Linked DNA regions of Mus musculus: region 2 is linked to region 1. Evidence: chromatin contacts called from public Hi-C data. All regions are on one chromosome and are shown on one strand. Each heading gives the region's core, a stretch centred on a gene start, on an enhancer-like site or on the middle of the called end of the contact. The rest is flanking DNA. Distances are from core to core; before and after follow the strand shown.

The links. A called contact is a pair of places that touch in the nucleus more often than the background predicts.
Region 2: a contact with region 1 is called in a Hi-C map of stem cell-derived neural stem cells, with 2.2 times the contacts expected there. The contact joins two enhancer-like sites. A contact is called at or near these places in 6 of 39 promoter capture datasets (the C10 cell line, embryonic stem cells, hippocampal neurons and 2 more), 10 of 15 datasets of contacts at CTCF or cohesin (CD8 T cells, the G1E-ER4 cell line, the NIH/3T3 cell line and 4 more), 173 of 484 Hi-C or Micro-C datasets (2-cell embryo, the AML12 cell line, the AtT-20 cell line and 96 more), 16 of 115 datasets of contacts at active chromatin or transcription factors (the HPC-7 cell line, astrocytes, bone marrow-derived dendritic cells and 7 more) and 3 of 9 other capture datasets (adipose tissue, embryonic stem cells and pancreatic islet).

Annotation. Positions count from the first base shown.
Region 1 is chr17:46,962,616-46,970,253 of GRCm38.p6, reverse strand. Ubr2 (ubiquitin protein ligase E3 component n-recognin 2) reads left to right here. Exons shown (of 47, transcript NM_146078.3): 16 at 92-153; 17 at 953-1,063; 18 at 1,805-1,870; 19 at 2,942-3,064; 20 at 3,159-3,222; 21 at 3,989-4,113; 22 at 5,445-5,497; 23 at 6,464-6,566; 24 at 7,059-7,107. Among named protein-coding and RNA genes, the nearest start is that of Ubr2, 44 kb to the left of the region's middle. Within about 2 kb of position 3,118, at least 24 of the 459 cell types and tissues checked have an H3K27ac peak or open chromatin away from gene starts, as enhancers often do.
Region 2 is chr17:47,035,997-47,043,634 of GRCm38.p6, reverse strand. It overlaps the pseudogene Gm4945. Among named protein-coding and RNA genes, the nearest start is that of Ubr2, 29 kb to the right of the region's middle. Within about 2 kb of position 4,029, at least 58 of the 459 cell types and tissues checked have an H3K27ac peak or open chromatin away from gene starts, as enhancers often do.

The sequences.
Region 1 (7,638 bases), core at 1,869-4,368:
AAGATGTTAAGTAGTAGACTGAGTGATCGTTGAATCAACTGCACACTAGTGTGACCTATAGAAAACCTTCTTTGTTTGTTCTTCCACACAGGTTTGCATGTATTGTTAAGCAAAAGTGAAGTGGCATATAAATTTCCAGAGCTCCTACCTCTAGTAAGTGGCTTTGACTTGGAACAGAACTTCTAGTCATCATGTGTGTGGTACTTGAAACCAAACTGAACAAACTTTTATTAGTTTAGGTTCTCCAGAGAAAGGAACCTATGGGGGTGTGTCCAGTTAGTGTATATGTGTTTGTGGGTGGGGGTAGAGCTCAGGGGTTATTCTAAGGTCTTGCCTTATGCATTTATAGAGTTGGAAAGGAGTCAGGAGAGTATTTTAGTTCTCTAGAGAGCCCATAGGACAGTTGACATTATGGTTACAAGTACACAGTCCATCTTGGTCGCAGAATCCTTTCTTTAGAGAGCACACTTTTGGAGCTAGGGAGGTGGCTCAGTGGGTAAAGTGCAGACTGAACAAATGTGAGAGCCACAGTGTGGTACCAGAGACACTCACAGCCCTGAGAGCCTGCCATAAACAAGGCGGAAGACAAGAGCTGATAGGCCAGGTTTTCCTCTGACCTCCACATATGCACCACGTCACGTGGATGTCCCTCCTACACATGAGAAACTTTGCTTTTCTACAGCTAACACCATTTGAGTTAATAAAGCCTGCCTACTGTCTTTATAGAGGATAAATGGATAAATTGCCATTTTCAAACTTTATTAAAATATTTCTCATAAAGAATGCCTCTCACCCTCAAATAGATGGAGCTGACCATACCTAACTAAATTAACACAAAATGAATGGTCATACAGTTACAGCTTAAAGCAGATTTGATATATTATTCTTTAAGCTTTGCTGTCAACCACCTTTCCTTGTGCAGATTTTAACAAGTGGGTTATTTTTAACACAGAGTGAACTGAGCCCACCCATGTTGATAGAACATCCTCTTAGATGTCTTGTCTTATGTGCTCAAGTGCATGCTGGGATGTGGAGAAGAAATGGCTTCTCTCTAGTAAATCAGGTAAGTGGTTTTGTGTTTTTTAATTCTGTGGTATTTTGATTCCATTCATTCTCCAGCTTTTATGAGAAACCTTTTACAGTTTTAAATGGACATAGCCATTGAGGATTTTGCATCTGGGATCTAGAGAGATGGCTCAGCAGTTACGAGTGCTTGCTGCTCTTGCAGGGGACCCTGGTTCAGTCCCCAGCACCTATGTCTGGTGACTTACCACCTCCCATAACTCCAATTCCAAGGGATCTAGCACCTTTTGGCCTTTGAAGGTGTCACGCATATTTGGCACAGACATGCAGATAGACACACACACACACACACACATTCACACAGATAAGCCTTTTTTTAAAAAGGTTTGGTGTCTGTGACACATTGTTTAAAAATTCAATGCAAGGTAAGCCAGTGTTCCTTAGAGCTCTTGTTTTGTGTTTGATCAAGGATCAACCCCCAGTCATCAGATGTCACAGTGAGGCCTGTACCTTCTCAGCCATCTGTCCTCCCCTCATCCACAATTTTGGGAGACCCAAAACACTGGCTGGAATCTACAGCAGACATCAGTGGATATCTCTAGTTTATTGGTTTATTCATGCTAAGATAGTATTAACTAAAAGCCCATACCAGCTCCAACCACACAGGAAGGCACACACTTGTGCTTACACAAACCCATGCTTTTTTCTTGCAGTGGGGAAATGATCAGGAAGCCATACCCATCAGAGCTTATTTACCTAATATAATTAATTATCGTTTTAGATCTATTACTACCATAATGTGAAATGCAGGCGAGAGATGTTCGACAAGGACATAGTGATGCTTCAGGTAATGAGTTAAAAACCCTGACTTCAGGGCTGTGGGGAGGCCTGGTCTTGTTTTACTGAGTCAGTCACCTAACACTCACTTGCAGATCTCTGAATCCTACCTGCTCTGTCTACTAACACTCCCCACTCAAGGCCAACAGCCTGCAGAATGCTTCCCCCAGTCTCCAGATCAGGGTCAGACTCAGCATGCCAGATGCAGCTGCTACAGTCAGACAGACAGCTGGCTAGACAGACAGACAGACAGCTCAGTGCTTAAGAGCTTTGCTGCTCATAAAGGAGCCGAGTTCTTTTTCCAGCACCACAGCAGGCAGCCACAACCACGGGGACTCCAGCTCCTTTCTGGTCTCTGTAGGCACAGCACTCATGTGGCAGACACTGGCACGCATAACCGTAAATTCTAAAAAATAAACAGACTGGCTTGGTGGTGCACGCAGAGACAGGCAGATCTCTGAGTTCGAAGGCAGTGTGCTTACATAGTGAGACCCTGACTCAACAGACTTAATAGCAGCAGCAGCACCAAAAGATAGGTGCTATGGATATGGTCCAGCACTGGCTGCTCTTCCAGAGAACTCTACTTCAGTTCCTAGCTGTTGAGTCCAGTTTGATTTAGAACTTTTAAAAATGGCATTAAGAGAAAAGAAGCTATCGTTTTATGTAATGGAGTGCTTACCACAAAAGGGTCTCAGTAACAGAATACGTATGTACATACTAGGGGCTTAATTGATATTCCTCTCAGTTCCTAGTAGGCAGTGAACTCTGATAGGAAACTGCAGCGAAATTCATAGCCGTGTCCTTCAGTGGACTGAGACAGGAAAGGAGCCGAACTGCCTGTGTGGTTCTCCTGGGGTTCAGTTTTAAGGGAGGTTTCTTTGTGTGGATTGTTTGACCTGCTTAGATTCCTGTCCCCTCTTGGCAGCCACATGATATAGGGTGTGGCTAAGTAGGTGTCCATTTTTTCTTCAAATTGGTGGTCAAATAAGCTGTTTTCTTGTGCAACCTTAAACATCTCTCACTAACACTGAGTGTCCCTTCTGACCTTCCTCTTCTCCTTTGTCTCAAACAAACAAAAAAGACAGGTGTCTCCATGATGGACCCAAACCACTTCCTGATGATCATGCTCAGCCGCTTTGAACTCTATCAGCTCTTCAGCACGCCTGACTATGGGAAGAGATTCAGTTCTGAGGTTACCCATAAGGTAAGAGCCTGTGTCACAACGCCCACGTGTCCTGTATGTGTGAGGGACAGCAGTGGGCGTGTTCTCACCTCTGCACTTGCCCCTCCTCCCACAGGACGTCGTTCAGCAGAACAACACTCTGATCGAAGAGATGCTCTACCTCATCATCATGCTTGTGGGTGAGTGCACACCGCCTTGATGTGGGCCTGGCGATGGCAGCAGGGCGCTGAGCTTGCTCGATCAGTCATGGGAAGAGAACGGGCACACAGCCCTTCACACACACACACCCCAGAAAGAGGAAGGGGTGCAATGGCCGAAACAGATGAACTGAAAGGCTGTATTTGGGCCAAGGGTGGAGGGAGACTGGCACAGCTTGGGAACACATTGTGAGCAGAGAGTTGCTAGGACTAAAATCTTCGCTTTGTTTCTTCTCTCTTGGTTCTTGGTTTAAATGTCTTCTTGACTCCAAAGACAGCAACCACAGGTTAATGAAGACCAGTGACTCAGAGACGTCTGTTTATTACCTACGTCTCCTGTTCGCTTGGCCCTGCTTTCCCAGTTCTTTGATCCCTTCTGCTCTGTCATTCCCCCACTGTTCAGACCTTCTGTGGCCGTAAAGTAGCCAATCCAGTGGGCAGAGGTGGCCCTAATGAAGAGGGTCTCAGAGTGATACCAGCCTGTCCTAGACAGAAGCACAGAGGAGGAAAGGGTGTGACTTCCACTGGTCCCGTCGTACTTCTGGTCCTTCTCCAAAGCAGCCATGAAACCTTAAGTCGGTGCATCAGACTCAGTATAAACGGGAACTGCTATTGCCTTCCAAACCAGCCTTTATTTTCCCACAGAGTGACCCAGACAGAGGATGGATTCTGTTGCAAGAACTGGAAATCTGTACACATAAGTACATGGGTCCATTAAATGTGTGCATCTACCTTTCATTTTGGACAGGAGAAAGATTCAACCCTGGGGTTGGACAGGTGGCTGCCACAGATGAAATCAAGAGGGAGATTATCCATCAGTTGAGCATCAAGCCTATGGCTCACAGTGAGCTGGTGAAGTCTCTGCCTGAAGATGTAAGTGTCCACAGTTAAGAAACCCGGAAGCTGCTCCTCCCCAGCAGTGTGTGCACTTCCCCCCTGGGTGCAAGCTACAGTTCTAAGATGGCTATTCCATCTGGAAAGGAGAACACTGGGAACAGTGACTAGGGAGCAGAGCTGAGCTAGAGAGAACTCTGAAGAATGTGGTGCTTAGAGCTAAGTGGTTTTGTCCACAGAGCAGGGGCATATTAGGGTCTGTCTGACCCCAAGGAGTGCAGGTGACGCTTTCACCTGAGGGAGGAGGTATCCACTCGAACTTGAGTAAACACACATTCTCAGGGCTTTTTCCTTACTCCAGTGCAGAAGAGTCTCTTGGTTGGTTGGTTGGTTGGTTGGTTGGTTTGGTTTTCATTTTAAAGAGGGTTTCTCTGTGTAGCCCTGACTGTCCTGAAACTTTCTCTGTAGTTCAGGCTGGCCTCAAACTTAGAGATCTGCCTGCCTCTGCCTCCCTGGGGCCAGGCTTAAAGGCATGCACCACTATCATCTGGTGGAAGAGTCTTTTTTATAAGATTGGAGTGACTAAAGCACTGGTATAAGGATATTCACAGGTTGAATTATAACTGGTTTTCCTCCCGAGGCCATTAGGCTCTCATCGACCTAACTTTCCGCTCTGGGGCTTCTCAGAATCTCAGCTCATGCAGCTGAGAAGGCCTGTTTTCATTAAGGCTCCTCAGTGCGTTTGCTTGTCACTTTACTTTTTGTTTTAAATTATGTGTATATGTGTCGATGTGTGGGTGTGTCCACCTGTGAGCACAGGTACCCAAAGAGCCCAGAAGACGGTATTGGATCCCTTGGGGCTGGAGTCATAGATATTGTGAACTAGAGCTATCTAATGTGGATGCTGGAAACCGAACTCAGGTCCTCTGGAAGAGCAATGGACGCTCTTAACTGCTGAGCTGTCTCTTCCTCTTCCTTGCAACATATTTTGCCCTAGTTGGAATAGATGAAGCCTTTAAACTTTTTTGCACACCCAGGACTGTGCAGTTCCAGGCCTTGATTAATTTGGTTGGCCTTGCTTGGTCCTATCATTCTGACATCTTTTTTGACACTAGTGCTTCAGCTGGGAAAGTGCCTCAGCTTTCTCTGGTGGTATTAGGGATGCTTCCTGGACCAAGGGTGTGGGTTAGAGAGACCCTTGCTCTCTGTGTTCAGTCCTGGCCTTCAGCTAGCTGTGTAATCTCCAGTCTTTAAGCACAGTGGCGAGCAGTGTTCTGTTCCAGGGGCAGTGAGGGTCATGGAACAAGCATACTGCTCAGACTTTGCAGTTGCTGTTCATACCCTGAGTACTTTGTTCTCTGTCCCTTCAGGAGAACAAGGAGACCGGCATGGAGAGCGTCATCGAGTCCGTTGCACATTTCAAGTGAGTTCATGACATGCGTTATGAAGTTTTATTTTAAACATGTATTTACTTTCTATGCACCTGTGCTCACTGCGGCGTATGTATACAAGTCAAAGGACAACTTGAAAAGTCAGTTCTCTTCTACAGTGTGTTCCAGTGATGGAACTCGGGCCAAACTGGACGGCAAGTGTCTTTTCCCACTGGGCCATCTTTCCAGCTTCCGAAATCACTTCTTAATGTGTTTCTTTTGATACAACTAAGGGCGAGCTGATGCTCTGAGGGTGGCAGGACTTTTCAAGTTTTAATTCTGGACTAGACTTCTCATTGGTGTTTAAGATCAGGCCGTGTGTGTGTGTGTATGTGTCTGTCTGTCTGTCTGTGTCTGTGTGTCTGTGTGTACATATCCGTGGAGCTAGAGTTAGCAGTCATGAACCACATGATGTGGGCGTTGAAGCTGTCCTCTGGAAAAGCAGCAAGTGCTCTTAACTGCTAAGCCACCTCCAGCCCCGGGGTAATTTTTCCTCCTGCTTTTCCTTGCTCTACACTGTAGCTGCAGTGTCTTTATGGATTCTAAAGATAAGATCGTGTATTCTACATGCTAGTACAGAAAGGTTAACACTACTTACACACCATGTTACAGCAGAACCGGTAACACCATGTGTACTCCATGTTAAAACAGAGAAGTTAACACTGTGTGTACTGGTGTCCCCTGGCTTAGAAATGCAGCAGTTTGGAAACCTGTTCGGTTGGGCTTCTGGGCTGTGTCTCCATTGCATTCACTTGCATAGTTTGGACTAGTTCACAGTGGAGGTGCTGACATATATGATGGCTCCTGCAGGGGCTTTTTTTGGATGTATAGTGTCAGGTCTACCCACAGAACAGTTTCAACTTGACACCCTAAAAATGTAGATGTGAGAGCTCTCGCCTGACTTGACCATCTAAGACTCTCGGCATGCGTGACTTTGCTAATGATACTCTTCCCACCAGGAAACCTGGGCTCACAGGGCGAGGCATGTATGAGCTGAAGCCAGAGTGTGCCAAAGAGTTCAACCTGTATTTTTATCATTTCTCCAGGGCAGAGCAGTCCAAGGTAAGGGGGAGCTCAGAGCAGTGGGAGGTGCTAAGTGTGTTTTCCTTATGAGGAGCAAGCTTTCACAAGTAACACAGCAACCCTGTCTAGCGTGGCAGGGCTCGCAGCACAGCGTCTGCGTGGATGAACACGGTCAGATGCACATAAACACTCCTGGCCTTATTTGCTTTGTTATCTCTCTATGCTGGGATCACACCGGGGCCCTCGCACGGGCCAGACGAGCACTGTACCGCTATGGTCCATCCCCGATTCATTTCTCTTGTCTTCTGACAGCAGAGTTCCACTGTGTGTCGTGACCAACTGGCCCGCTTGGCACACATTCAGCTTTGGACTGGCTGGTGTGCAGTGAGCCTTCATGCAGTTTTTCTAGTAACTTCAAAGACTTACATGTTGCAATCTCATTTTAACATATGTTTTTGATGAGTGGTGTAAAAAATAAAATGGTGAAGTATGTATTGTAATTCTTATCCGTATTACTTGGTCTTTCATTAGGCAGAGGAAGCTCAGCGGAAATTGAAAAGAGAAAATAAAGAAGATACAGGTATTTTCATCTTCTTTCCAAAAGCCCACATCAGTCTCTTACTGAAAAAAGATGTTCTCTTTGCCATGGTGACTCTCCAAAGTGAGGTGGAAGAACAGTCTCCTGTTCTGAGAAATAGCAAGTGCAGCAGTTTGAAGATGTCTGCACATTGGAAACGGTTGTTTCCTCCACAGACATCTGGAAATGGCTCTGCACTGGCCTGACTTGTCCAGTGTCTGCCTGCAGGGGCCTCAGTGTCCCCCTCCACTCCCTTCATTCCAAGAGGTGCTGCTTGTGCTCTGGTAAAGGGTTTCAGGACCTGGAAGCTGGGCCCAAGAATAGTTTTCAGCCCCCTTCCATCCCTCCCAGCTCGTCTGTGTCCTAATTGTCTCACAGACAGGAGAGAAGGGTGGCCTGGGAAAGCACAGCATGGGAGCCTGCGGGCTAGGGAGGAGGCTCTGCAGACTGAGTGCTTTCTGCCCAGGCGTGAGGAGTTTGGATCCCCAGAAGACATGTGAAAAATGGGGTGGGTATGGTGGCCCACCAGTCAGC
Region 2 (7,638 bases), core at 2,780-5,279, 72 kb before region 1:
GCGGTTCAGTTCATGGCGTTCAGAGGCAGTCCTTCCAAGCAGAGCAATTCAGTCAGAAGCCGAGAGAAGCCAATTCAAACCAGTCAGCTTGGAGAACAGCTTGAGCCAGAACAGCTGAGTCAAACCAGCCACCCAGAGTTCAGAAAGAACTAGAGAGAGTGAGTTTGTTCAGCAGTAAGTCTCAGAGGCTGAAACATTCTCAGCCTAGGTTAGCAGACAGAGGCTGGAAGCTGAAACCTTCAAGGTCCAGGCTTGCAGGGGATTAGATTTTTGGAGGCTAGCAGCTTCCAGGCCTAGGGATAGTTAGATAGAATGCTCTGGGCTCAGCCCAAGATTTGTATCTGCACAGCTTGGGGACGGCTTTTGTCTCATCCCATCCTCTGAGGAAATAAAAGCATCATTTGCTTATTAGATTTCCAAAGAATGAACAAACTTCTTTAAAAAGAATGTAGGCGGAACCTTTTTTCTCCGCCAGCAGTGAGGGAAGCTTTTACGTTAGACCTTCCAGTGGCGTCGGTCCTATTTCCCATGCTGCACTGTGGGCCTTTCTCTTTCGCTTCCGGTCTCAGGCGCTGCGGGAGCCGTGGGTTACCACATGGCCAAGTCCAAGAACCACACCACACACAACCAGTCCTGCAAATGGCACAGAAATGGCATCAAGAAACCCCCGTCGCAAAGCTACGAATCTCTTAAGGGGGTTGACCCCAAGTTCCTGAGGAACATGCGCCCTGCCAAGAAGCACAACAAGAAAGGCCTGAAGAAGATGCAGGCCAACAATGCAAAGGCAGCGAGTGCGCGTGTAGAGGCCATCAAGCCCAAGATGCCAAAAGGACCCAAACTCAAGCGGCTGTCTTTCATCGCTCACCCTAAGCTTGGGAAGCGGATTCGAAGCTGCATGGCCAAGGGTCAGAGGCTCTGCCAACCGAAGCCTAATGTCCAAACCAAGGCAGGGGCCAAAGCTCCAGCTAAGGCCCAGGCTTCAGCTCCAGCCCAGGCTTCCAAAGGTGCTCAGGCCCCCAAAGGTACCCAGGCCCCTGTGAAGGCCCCATAGAAAAGGCTCCTACCAGTGTGAAGACAGACGGACTGCTGTGACACACTTCCCCACACACTATTTGCAGATGACCAGTGTCCTATGCTGTTCTTACAAATAAACTCAGGCAAGATCTGTAAAAAAAAAAAAAAAAAAAAAAAAAAACGTAGACATCAATGAAACTATTCAGTCAGAGGATGCTGTTAAACCTCCCCACGATGTCAAGCTTCTACCAATGCCTGCTAGGCATCAGACGAAAACTTTTAACGTGAGATATGAACATCAGAATTGCCAACAGGGAGCCAATAAGAGCATGAAGGACTCATATAATGCAGGATGGACAGGGGAAAAAAAACTAGAAGAAATGAAGCAAAAACACTGGTTCAGATTCCCCAGAGAAAAGTGTAAAAGTATCTCTTACTCTCTTGTAGTGATTGTCACCTCGGAGGCTTACTGCCTCCGTCTGCTAACCTAGGCCTAGTCCTAGAAGCTTCCAGGCTCCGTACAATCTAATCTAGGCCCACAATGTTTTCAGCCTCTGAGACTTACTGTTGAATAAGCTCACCCTTTCTGGTTCTGATCTCTAGTTGATGGGTTCAACTCGGTTGTTCCAGCTCAAACTCCTCTCCAGGCTGGCTTCTCTTTCTCAGCCTCTACAGAATTGTTCCACTTGGCCTCAAACTATCTCTAGCAATCTTTTCTAATCTTCTGACTCCTTCTCATTCTCGGGCTCCTTCTGTCTTTACCCGTGTCTAGCTTGTTCTCTTCAATCTGTCTCTGTAAAACTCTCCCAGTAAAACTGCCTCCTCCTCCCTCTCTGAGCTGCTCCACTCTCCCTCTGAACTCTACTGCACTGTTCTCCAGGAACTCTACTGAGTTCTTCCTGTGTTGTTTGTCTCTCCCTTAAGTAGCTATCCTTTTCTCTCTCTCTCTCTCTCTCTCTCTCTCTCTCTCTCTCTCTCTCTCTCTCTCTCTCTTTCTCATGAGAGTTGGGCAGATCCTATTCTGTCATCTCTTTCTCTGATTCATCACTCTGCCTCTCAATCCTCAACCACACATCACTTTCAAACATGGGTGCTTCCTTCTACAAACTAACTTCACCGTCATTGTTTGGGATTAAAGGTGTGTGCTAAGGCTGAGCCACACCACAACTAGAAACAGATTCAAATATCCTGTAACAAAAAAGGAAGAATATGATCTAGTTACCCCCTTGTATGTGTGCGTGTGTGTTCTCATGCGTGCAGATTTTGGTCTCGGGAATTGAACAAGCACCCTTACCAGCTGAGCCATCTTGCTAACCCTGGGTGGGTGGGTAGGCTAGAGTGTAGAATTATCACCAGGGCCTTGACTTGTGCAGTTTTGGAAGCTGAAAGATCTTCAGATACATGCTGAAGACCCGAGAACCAGGCACGCTGATGGCTACCGGACCCTTTCCAAGTCCAGAAGCAGTGAAGGCGGGTGTCACAGCTCAAGGTTGCTCAGACATTTTGTCTGTCAGGCAAGAGATGGGTTTCAAGTGCCTTGCCCACAACAGTGAAGGTGAATTGTATTGTATTACTCCCACCTTGTCTGCAGGAGACCCTGAGGGATGCCTGATGTCCTAGATAGTACCACGTGTTATTACACTTTTTTCTGTCTACTCAGACTGATAATAATGTGTAATTTACAAATTAGGCTTGTCGTGAGTTTGACAATTAACATTACAAATGGAGACTGGAGAGAGGGCTCAGCAGCAGTTATGAGCTCTCACAGAAGACCTGGGATAGGTTCCCAGCTCCTACATGACAGGTCACAGGTTGTGACCACCTCTAGTTCCAGGGGACCTGCTGCCTTCTTCTGGGCTCCGAGGACTTGTTAGGACACTAGGCACACACAGAGCACATATGCACACATGAAGCGAACACTCATACATACAAAATAAAAATAAATAACCATGAAAGAAAGAAAACTTAAAATCCAGAGAAGTTAGGTTACTCTCCCAAAGTCAGTTAGCTAGCCAATAGGGAAACCAGGTTTAGAATACACAAATACTTATGTATGTTCACGGATGGTGGATGGGATAACACACCCCAAACCCTTCACGGTGGCTATGTCTGCCAAATGATGCTGAAGCTCTTAGGCAGTGGCTCTCACCCTTCCTAATGCTGTGACCCTTTAATACAGTGCCACACGTTGTGGCAATCCCAACCATAACATCATTTTTCTTGCTACTTCATGACTGTAATCCTGCTAAAGTCATGAGTTGTGATGTAAACATCTGACATGCAAGATATCTGATTTGCAGGACAGCTGATCTGTGAACCCTTGAAAGGGCTGTTTGTTCCCCCAAAATGGGTCATGACCCACAGGTTGAGAACCCACTGGGCTAAATTTAAAAAAAAAAAAACAAAAAACAAACAAAAAAAACTTTTCTCTTCCACTTTGTATACCAAATGAAATATAGGACTTTTATTTATATCTTAACTTCTTTCTCTCCCCCAGCCCCACCCCCTGGGCTAAGACAGAGTCTCACTGGCTATTCTGGCTGACTGGAACTCACTGTGCAAACTAGGCTGGCCTCAAACTCAGAAAGTTCTGCCTGATTCCAGAACATTCCAGGCATCACACCCTGCACATTTGAATTTCAACAGGAGACCAGATTTGCTCTTAGTGTTTACTGAGAATTTAAAAATTAAGGAAGATTAGGAATAGTGGTGCACACTTTTCATCCCAGGGCTTGGAAGACAGGGGCAGGTGGATCTCTGCACATTCCAGGCTAGCCTGGTCTACATAGGGAATTTCAGTGAGACCCTGTCTCAAGCAAGTAAAATGAAATGAAATGTTTGAGTTCGGTGTCTGAAATTCACAGTTAACTGAGTGTACATATTTGTATTTGCTAAGTCAGACAGCCCAGTCTTAGTTTGTCTTCTGTTGGCAGGGCCGGCAATTCCTTGGTTCCTCCACAATGAAATACCAATTCTCCAGGAATTCTGCCACCATCTGATAAGACTGATTCAGACATTCAAGTTACTCTAAGCTGTGGTGACATATTAACTAGGGGTAATTCAACGGCTATGCCTGAACCTCTGTCTTTGCTTTATTTTGTGTTTCATTTTATTGAATGAAAAAGAAGCTCTGTCAACTGGAAGAAATTTCAGGCGAGATCAAATTTCAGTTTGTCTCAGACTGGTCCTCCGAAGAATTCACCCTGTGCCACGCAGAGCTTCTTGTTCTCAAGTCCCTACTACTAAAAAGTAGGCATGGATCTTAACTGGCATTCTGGCTGCTGGCGTGGCACCATGGCTGGTTGCTAGAAGGGCATCCCAATATACATAGCTCGGGAGGAGAAGGACTTGATTTCCGCTTGAAGATGTCATTTTGAATTTCACTTTCTAGCTGCTTATGAAACCTAAAATAACAAAGCGACACAGAGTACTTCTGGGCTCCCAGCTGTGCCACCAGTCACAATTTTAAACAAACGCAAGCTCCATTGTTAAAGAGAGACTGCAGGCATAAGAAAGCCCAGCCCCACCGAGAAAGGCGAGCCTGAGAGGATGCCAGCCCTGGACAGGAGCGCCCCCTGCAGGCTCCCAGCAGTATCGCGGAGGAAACGGATCTGAAGAAGGCTCCAAGGTCATTTCAAACACAGTCCTAGAGAGTAGTTAGTTGTCTCTGCCTGAAGGGCCACTTGAGAGGAGGGTGAGGGTGTCCTTGCAATGAGCAGAATCAAAGGCAGAGGACCTAGTGACTTGAACTCGTACTCTACAGGGAATGCAGGACCTTCTGCTTGTGTTCAAGTCCCTGGGCAGGGTCGATGTTTGGTCCACTGACAGAATCGATATGAATGGTGAAGAATCCTGAAGTCTGGGTTAGGAATGTCATGGTACAAAGCTGTACTTGTTCTGCAGGATGATAGACAGGTGGACATGCACAGAGTAAGGGGAGGGAGAACCCTATCTCGGGATGAGTCCAAAGTGCTTCTTTCAACATCATCCCACACTTAAGATGCCAGGGATGGATCCAGGACCCTATGTTGGCTAGGCAGGCTTGTTATCAACTGACCTACATCCCTGCTGGTTCCCACACGCTGCTTTCTTTTTAAATATTTGTTTACTGCATGTTCAAGAATGTGTGAATGTGGGTACACACAGGTCACAGGGAGTGTGCACAGGTCAAAGGGAAGTTCTCAGACCTCTCCAGCTACCTTGAGGAATATAGGAATAAACTCAAATCATCAGGCATATACAAACATTTTGGCATATTTTTTTCAACCTACTTTAGTAAGGGTCCAACCTCCCCACTAGTCCACCACCCATCAGAGGTAGTGGGAAAGAAAGGTTATTAGGATATGGGGGAAGTGTACCTGTTTAGAAATAGTTCTTTGGAGCGACCCCAGTCTTTGTTGCTCTCAGTCCAGTCCACTAGCAAACACCAAACATGAACCAGCAGCTGCCGTCCAGTCCGCTCGGCAGACACCACACAGGAATCAGCAAGGGCAATTCAATTCAGAAGAAACCTTGCAGCTCACCAAGCAGTCCGAGTCTGCAGAAGCTGCAAAATCCGCAGGAACCTCACCATAAGTTCTTTGGTGAGGTTCTCTCTATGGAATCGCCACAAGCAAAGCTTGGCAATGCAATGTAAGGCAAACCAATCCATGCAGGTCGTCAGTGAAGAGCAGCAAGGCAGAGCAAAGCGAACCAATGCTTGAGCTCCCAATGTCTGGGGGTCATATTTATATTCCTTCTGAACATCATGTGTCTTTTCTTGTGTTTGCTATAGCAAAACATCCTTACGCCCTTGTCTGCTTCAGAAAAACATTCCTTCACATGCCTACTTTAACAAAATATCCTTTCACCTGTGTGCCCAGCAAAATATCATTTGACATAACTTACTTTCCAAAGAAACCAGAAGTTTCTATTCACAAACACACTTGCTCAGCCAACCCTGCTAGTCCTCCACATTCACTCAATGGCACTGGTCTGACAGAATCCCCTATTCCTGTCTCTGCGAATTATGGTTTCACTGGTGGCTAATAGGTAGATTGTATTTTACTGCTGTCCAATTTGTAGCTACAATAACTTAAGGATAGATTTATGGGGGCTGGAGATATGTCTCAATGGTTAAGAGCACTGGCTGTTCTTCCAGAGGACCTGGGTTCAATTCCCAGCACCCACATGACAGCTCACAACTGTCTGTAACTCAAAATCCAGGGCTCCTGACACTCTCATGCAGACATGCATGTAGCAAAACATCAATGAACATAGAATAAAATTAGACATATACATATATATGTGTGCCCTAACATTTTAGGGCCCTTTCAGGGCTGGGATGGCCCACTATTAAAGCACCCACCAACCAGGTGTAAAGATCTGAGTTTGAATCCCAAGAACTCACAGAGAAGCTGGGGGCAGAGGCACACTGTGTTATCTCAGTTCCCCTACAGAAGGATGAGACTGGGAGACAAGAGAACTCTTAGGGACTCAAGGGCCAGGAAGCTTAGCACACCCATTGTCTAACTTGTCTGATCCAGCCTCAAGCACAACTCACTGAGTAATCTGGAACAAAATGCATGGGTTCACAATTCACAAGAGATCAAAGTAAAAATGGAAACCCCTGTAAAATTGGCAGATAGACACAGACTACTCATCTGGGAATCAAATTATGAAAGAGGGAGGGAAGACAAAGAGGGATTTGGCTAAGTTTCCTCTTACCCGAATGACTGCTCTGATTCTGTTCTCCCACCCCCCTCCTTCCCCTCCCCTTCCACTTCCCTCCATTCCCTCCTCCTCCTCCCTTCTCTTCCCCTCCCCCTTCTCCTGTCCTTTTTTCTTCCCTCACTTCTCCTCCCCCCATCTCTTTGGCAGGGTCTCACATAGCCCAGGCTGACCTCAAACTCTCTGTGAAGCTAAGGCTACCACTGAACTCTTGATCCTCCTGCCTCCACTTCCTGATTTCTAAGGTGACAGGCACACAGTGCCACATCTGGCTTCATCAGGAAGCTTTTCATGATGGCTTCAGCAAACCAAAGCCCAGCCCTCAACAGTGAGGGCTTATCCCTCCACTGAGAAACAGCACAAAGCATTGTGTCAGCTGTGGGTAGACTAAGTACATAAGATTTACAGAGAATATATATACATGTATATGTGTGTGTGTGTGTGTGTGTGTGTGTGTGTGTGTGTGGAGAGAGAGAGAGAGAGAGAGAGAGACTCAGTTCAGCCCTATACTATAGAAAGGTTTGACTACTGTTGCCACTGAAAAAAGTAATTAACGGGTTGAATTAACTGTTAATCATAACTGATAAAGAAAATGTTGGTTTTTGTTTGTTTGTTTGTTTGTTTGTTTAATTTACCAAACCTTGAAGATACATTGGAGTGGAAACTTAAGGGTTCTTTGGAGAGTCAGTCGTGTTGGATGGTATTTTGCTGCGGCAAACACATGAAGGAATGTTTTCCTGAAGTGGACACAGATGAAAAACTAAAGCAGACTCGCGGAGAAGTGTTGCATTGAATCAGACATAGAAAAGGAGATGCTCTGCTAAAGCAAACATGTGACAGGACACGTGATGAAGGATTCGTTACTAACAACATGCATGTCTTGGTCTGCCTTACATTGCGTAGTTGAGCTCCATT